2 separate regions of the Sus scrofa genome follow, and region 1 is linked to region 2. Evidence: chromatin contacts called from public HiChIP or PLAC-seq data. All regions are on one chromosome and are shown on one strand. Each heading gives the region's core, a stretch centred on a gene start, on an enhancer-like site or on the middle of the called end of the contact. The rest is flanking DNA. Distances are from core to core; before and after follow the strand shown. Region 1 holds the start of NCOR2 (nuclear receptor corepressor 2). Region 2 holds the start of UBC (polyubiquitin-C).

Region 1 (2,700 bases), core at 174-2,673, 390 kb after region 2:
CTGCCTGGCCAAGGGAGGGCGATCGGGGCCATGGATTGCAGGAAGGCTGGGACCTGTGCTGGGGACCCCATTTGGGGGCTGATGAATTCATGTTCTGGAGCCGCCTGTTCTGCCCTGGCCGCCGGGCGATCACCAGGGGACAGTGACCCGATGCCTTATCAGAGTTGCTGAAGCCCCGGAAAGAGTGCTGGGTGGGTGGGTGGCCCTGAAGGGATAGTGCTTCTCAACTGTGGTCCCGGGGGTGTCGGGGGGCGGGTGGGAGGAAACAATGCTGTTTTCTCAGAGTCCCTGTGCCCAGTCCCTGTGGAAGAGTGGGCAGCATCAGAGATCCGGTGCTCCTGTGTCTGTTCATCAGTGTTGGCCCCAGGACTGAAAGGCTGGGACTTTGGGGGGCGGCCGCCTTGGTGGCCATGGAGCAGGGGAGGGGGCCAGGTGCAGGCATTGCAGCGGCTGCCCTGGCGCCCGGCTCCCACCGTGGTGGCGTTTGGCTGGGTGCCCATGTCTGGTTTGAAATCAGCGCCACCGGCCTGGGCTTGCCCAGGGACCTGGCAGCGAGGAGCCGGGATAAACACTGGAAAGTTGGAAGGGCTTCTCAAGCTCACAAGGAGCCTTCAGTTGTGAGCGGAGGGGATGAGGGAGCGATTTGTCCTGAGGTCTGGGTGCGCCGGGGCGTCTGGGAGACGTCTCATGGGGCGCCCAGGCCGGGGAGCGCTGGAGCGCTGGTTCCCAAACGGCATGGCTCGGTTGCCATGGATCCTGGTTTGAATCCCGGTTCCGTTCCTTTTTATGCTGGGTCTCACCTGTTCAAGCCTCAGTTTCCTTGTCTGTCAAACAGAGCAGCCGTGGAGGCGTGAGGACAGGGCGAGGGAGGGATGCGGCCTCCGGGGTTCACATCCTGGACTGCATGACCTTGGACAAGTCACGTCACATCTCCGAGCCTCAGTTTTCCCATCTGGCAAATGGATGCTCCCTATGCCTCCACCTCTGAGTTGTTGACTGACTGAAGGGGGCTAATAATGGTCCCTGCCCCACCTCTCATGAGCAGGTGACCTGGGGTGGGTCATGGAATCCCATGGAACTTCCCTTCTCTTGTCCATTAGGGGAGAGCTGCCACAGATGTGCCTTGGGGAAAACAGAAACCACCCTGCAGGGGCCTCGAGTGGGCTGGTGTACATCAGTGTAGACCATAAGCTTGCATTTAAGTTAGTTATATCTTGGTCTCTGTCGAGTTTTCTTTTCTTCCCTGGAGAAAGCCCTCCCATTTCATAGATGGGAACCCCACATCTAGGGATAGTGTGGGATCAGGAGTGTCCCTCCCCAGCCCCAGGCTCAGTCTGAATTTGGACCTGGACTGGAGTGCCCGGTGCACCCCCACTGCATGCCTGTTCCGCCTCGTTTCCCACTGACCCTGGGCCAGGCACCCTGCCGGTGCCTGGTGTGGCCTGCGGGCAGGGTGTGCAGGGCTGGCTCCCCTGCCGAGGGTGGCAGCGGTCCTGTGTGTTTGTAAGTGACACCGGATGCTGGGCCGGTGGCTGGCTCGGGGCCTCCCTCTCGGGCCAGGAGGAGCCAGAGGGGAATGCCCAGGGTGTCCAGGCTGCCCGTGCCAGCTGCCTGCTGTCCACTTGTCCTCAGACCTCTCCTGGGGACCTTGGGAAAGGCCTGTATAGCAGGGGACACCATGAATGTCCTCTTGTTGCCCCTAAGCCCTTGGTGCCCAGCTGGGTCAGCTACAGAGCTGTGTTGTGACCCCCCTCTGCCCTGCCCTGAGGGTCTTGGGGACTGGGTTCCTCAACCATTGAGAAAGACAGTCCTGTGTGATGGCTTGGACCAGAGGTCACCTAAGAGACCCTTGTGGTGGAACTGTCCTGCATCAGTGGCAGTGGCCACAGGAATGTGCACTGAGATAAAAGCACGTAGATCCACACACACACACACATAAGTACATATATGCGATAAAAGTGGGTAGATTTACACACACACACACATACACACACACTCAAGTACATGTATGAGATAAAAGTACATAGATCTACTCTCACACACACACACACTCAAGTGCACATAAACTCTGAGATCTAAATAAGGCCAACTGTATCACTGTCAGTTTCAAGGATGATACCATTGGGGGGAGCTGGCTAAAGGGTACTCAGAATCCAGCTATATTACTTCTTACAGCTGCATGGGAATCTACAGTGATCTAAAAAGAATGTACAAGCTCAGGGGCCTGGCTGTTCTAGCTTTGAGTCCCAGTGTGAGTTACAGCAGGTGGCTTAACCCTGCTGAGCCTCAGTCTCCTCATCTGTGGAAGCAGGGTAGTGATTGATGCCTGGTAGGGCTCGCTTGAAGATGAGCTGAGCTGATTCATGCTAAGTGCTTAGGAAGGTGCCACGTGTCGGGGGTGCTGTCCCTGGTATTATCACCCTTGATGTGATTGCTGTGGTTTGCCTGGCACGATCTCATTTCATACCTGAATCAGCCACAGGAAGGGAGAGTGCTGTAGGATCCCCACTTCTCAGTTGAGGAAACTGAGGCTTGTGTCAGGTGACCCACCTGAGCAGCACACAGTTTGGAAGGGCCGGGACTGGGACTCAGGCCCCAAGCCAGAGCCTGTGGGTGGAGGTTCTTTAGCTGGGTGACCCTGGAGAGGTTACTTGCCCTCTCTGAGCCTGTCTTCTCCTCCTTCTCTCCTCACCTGTCAGC
Region 2 (2,700 bases), core at 164-2,663:
TTTTGTAAGGAACTTCTGTAAAGGTTATTTCTCCCTAAATGTCAACAAGGTGTTAAAAGAACAAAATATTCTAAAGTTACCAGGCCTAACATGAATCATGTGCTTCTGTTTTACTTTGTGTCTTATAATTCAGTATTTCTGATAGCACAATGACAAAAAAAAAAAAAAAATACCATACAGAACAAATAACAAGGCTTGTCCTGGGAGACAGAACTTTCTAGAAAAGATGTCATGAATCTTTGGAAAACATGTTTTCAATAATTAGATTTTATTTCATAGTTAAAAAACAAACTAACAAAACTCATTATATGAGGTACCAAAAACTTGTCAAATTCATAGAGACAGAAAATAGAATGGTGGTTGCCCAGGGCTGGGGGTGGGGGTAGTTAGTGTTTAATGCGTACAAAATTTCAGTCTAGCAAGCCGAAGAGTGGACACAGATGGCAGTGATGGACACCCAAATACCCCAATTTGATATTGTTTTGAGGTGTAGTCACTTGAAAAGCAGCAAATGCAGAGTGAGGCTTTCACTCAACTCCCCTAATCTGCCCAGACAGATTTTGCAAAAGAAACTCAAGGGAGTTTTCACCAACCAGGGAAGATTGGCTCTTAAAACAGGAGAGACAAACTTTGACACCAAACTTTGTCATCAACTATCTTGTCTCCATCTATTCTTCTATTTTCTCAGTAAAAATTATTTACTCTCCCTTTAAGAGAATTTCCTATTAAGATGGTATTTAAGCCTAAATTCTAAAGCCTTTTTTTTAAGTGACACATTTTCCCCCAGAGGGTAGCTCCCATATATACACAAGGTGTGCATATTACTAAACTATTGTTTTTGTTTTCTTTTGTTTTGTTTCTCTTGCTAATCTGTCTTTCATTACAGGGGTCTCAGCTAAAAGAAGGATTCCCAAAAGGAAAATTATTTTTCCTCCCCTACAATATAATTAATGCCACTGAGCTGTACACTTAAAAATAGTTAAGATGATACATTTTTATGTGTATTTTGCCACAATTTAAAAACAGCAAATTAAAAAACAAAACAAAACCCCAGTGAGTTAAAAAATTTCTTAGTGTTTCTAAGTTAGGCAAATTTGGGTACTGGAACTGAATCTGACTTCCTGACTGGCGGGGGGATAAGATGGGTTATTTTTAAGCTGGAGCAGTTTGTGTTCTGCCACAGAATGCAAATACATAAATGTAAGCAGGAAAACGGACAGAGTAGAGTCCCTAGGGCTTCTTTTTATTTTTTCTCTCCTAAGCTGCAGATTCCCTTTTATGGTTATATAACTGATGATGACGCAAGTCAAACCTTTCCCGTCCAGCTCTCAGATTTCACCCTTTCTCTTGGAAAGAAAATGTTTGCTGGTCACTACGTAGACACTCTCATGACGCTGAGTTAAGTCCCATACAAGGTGGTGACCTTCAGGAGAGCTGAATCCTTTGGGGAAAGGAGGAAAGGCAGACAGGTAGGCTCCAGTCCAATCCCCAACAGCCCAACACCCAGGCCCTTTGTGAGCTCAGCCCATCACGTGCTCTTGCCTGCCCGCCAATCCTGCCGTGTTGCTGGGCCTCTGTCACTCTTCCATTGGTGCCAGCTCTGAAGCCATCCCTTCTGGGGCACCTGCAAAGGATGGATCAGTGGGTGGAAGGAACTGAAAATGGATCCAATGACTCATCCTGCTTCTGGCATATTCTAGCACATTGCATTCTAGGTCAAGGGATTTTAGGTTGTAGGAACGTGACTTGGTACACGATCCCCGAATCCAAGTGGGACATTTAGACTTTGGGAGCCCTTCTCAGCAAACAGAAAAGCAGCTCTAACAAAAACAACAAAAATCCTCCGTAGAGCAGAATTTGTCAACCCATTGCATTGCTGACTTTGGGGGCTGGGTAATTCTGTTTTTGTGGGGGACTGGCCACTGCAGGATGTTTAGTAACATCCCTGGCCTCTACCACTAGATTTTAGCGGCACACCTCAACCCCAACACCACAGCTGTGACAAGCAAAAATGTCTCCAGATACTGCCAAGTGTCCACCAAGGGACCAAGTCGCTCCTGGTTGAGAACCACTGCTCTAGAGAAACAGCATCTACCTCCCTGAGAGTTTACTTCCCCCTCCTCCCTTTCACTTCAGTGCCCTTGGACAAATGTTTATTTCTATTTGCTTCAACAAAACCCACTGTTGGACTTAGAGACCAAAATTCTCTAGTAGAGAATTTTCCTGCTAGAGACAACATCAGTGTTGTTAGCGCCTAAGAATATTGTTTTCTCTTTGGAGATAGCCCTGGGACCCAGTCCTCACCCTTGGAGCCTTTCTTCTTCCCCCTCTCCCCCTCTTTCTCCTTTTCACCTTCCCTTGCCTCTGAAATCAGGTCTGTTTTTCTCTGTAGTTTTTGGACTCTTGAAAAAAAAGCTATGTCACAAAGCTCGTGACTCAGCCTTTAAACAACATGAATCATAAGACCTGCAGTGAAAGAACAGCCAAAAGAAAACAGGGTGTGGTTTGAAGCCAGGCCTAGTCACCTGAGAAAGAACCTCAGCTTTTTGTTCCTCTGAAAACTTCTTTCTGGAATTCAAGAAGGAAACCTTATACAGAGCTTTGATGTTCTGTTCCTTTAAACCCTCTTTTCAGAAATTTAGAAATATCCCTCACAGAAATCTCTACTGGAAGTCACTGAGGTCTCCTGCTAAACTGAAA

The links. HiChIP or PLAC-seq counts read pairs in DNA pulled down with a chosen protein or histone mark.
Region 1: a contact with region 2 is called in an H3K27ac HiChIP or PLAC-seq map of skeletal muscle. The contact joins the promoter of NCOR2 here to the promoter of UBC in region 2. A contact is called at or near these places in 2 of 2 datasets of contacts at active chromatin or transcription factors (alveolar macrophages and skeletal muscle).

What each region holds. Positions count from the first base shown.
Region 1 is chr14:28,641,351-28,644,050 of Sscrofa11.1, forward strand. It overlaps NCOR2 (nuclear receptor corepressor 2), which reads left to right and starts at 1,424. Exons shown (of 49, transcript NM_001044576.1): 1 at 1,424-1,435.
Region 2 is chr14:28,252,444-28,255,143 of Sscrofa11.1, forward strand. It overlaps UBC (polyubiquitin-C), which reads left to right and starts at 1,414. Exons shown (of 3, transcript XM_021074017.1): 1 at 1,414-1,469.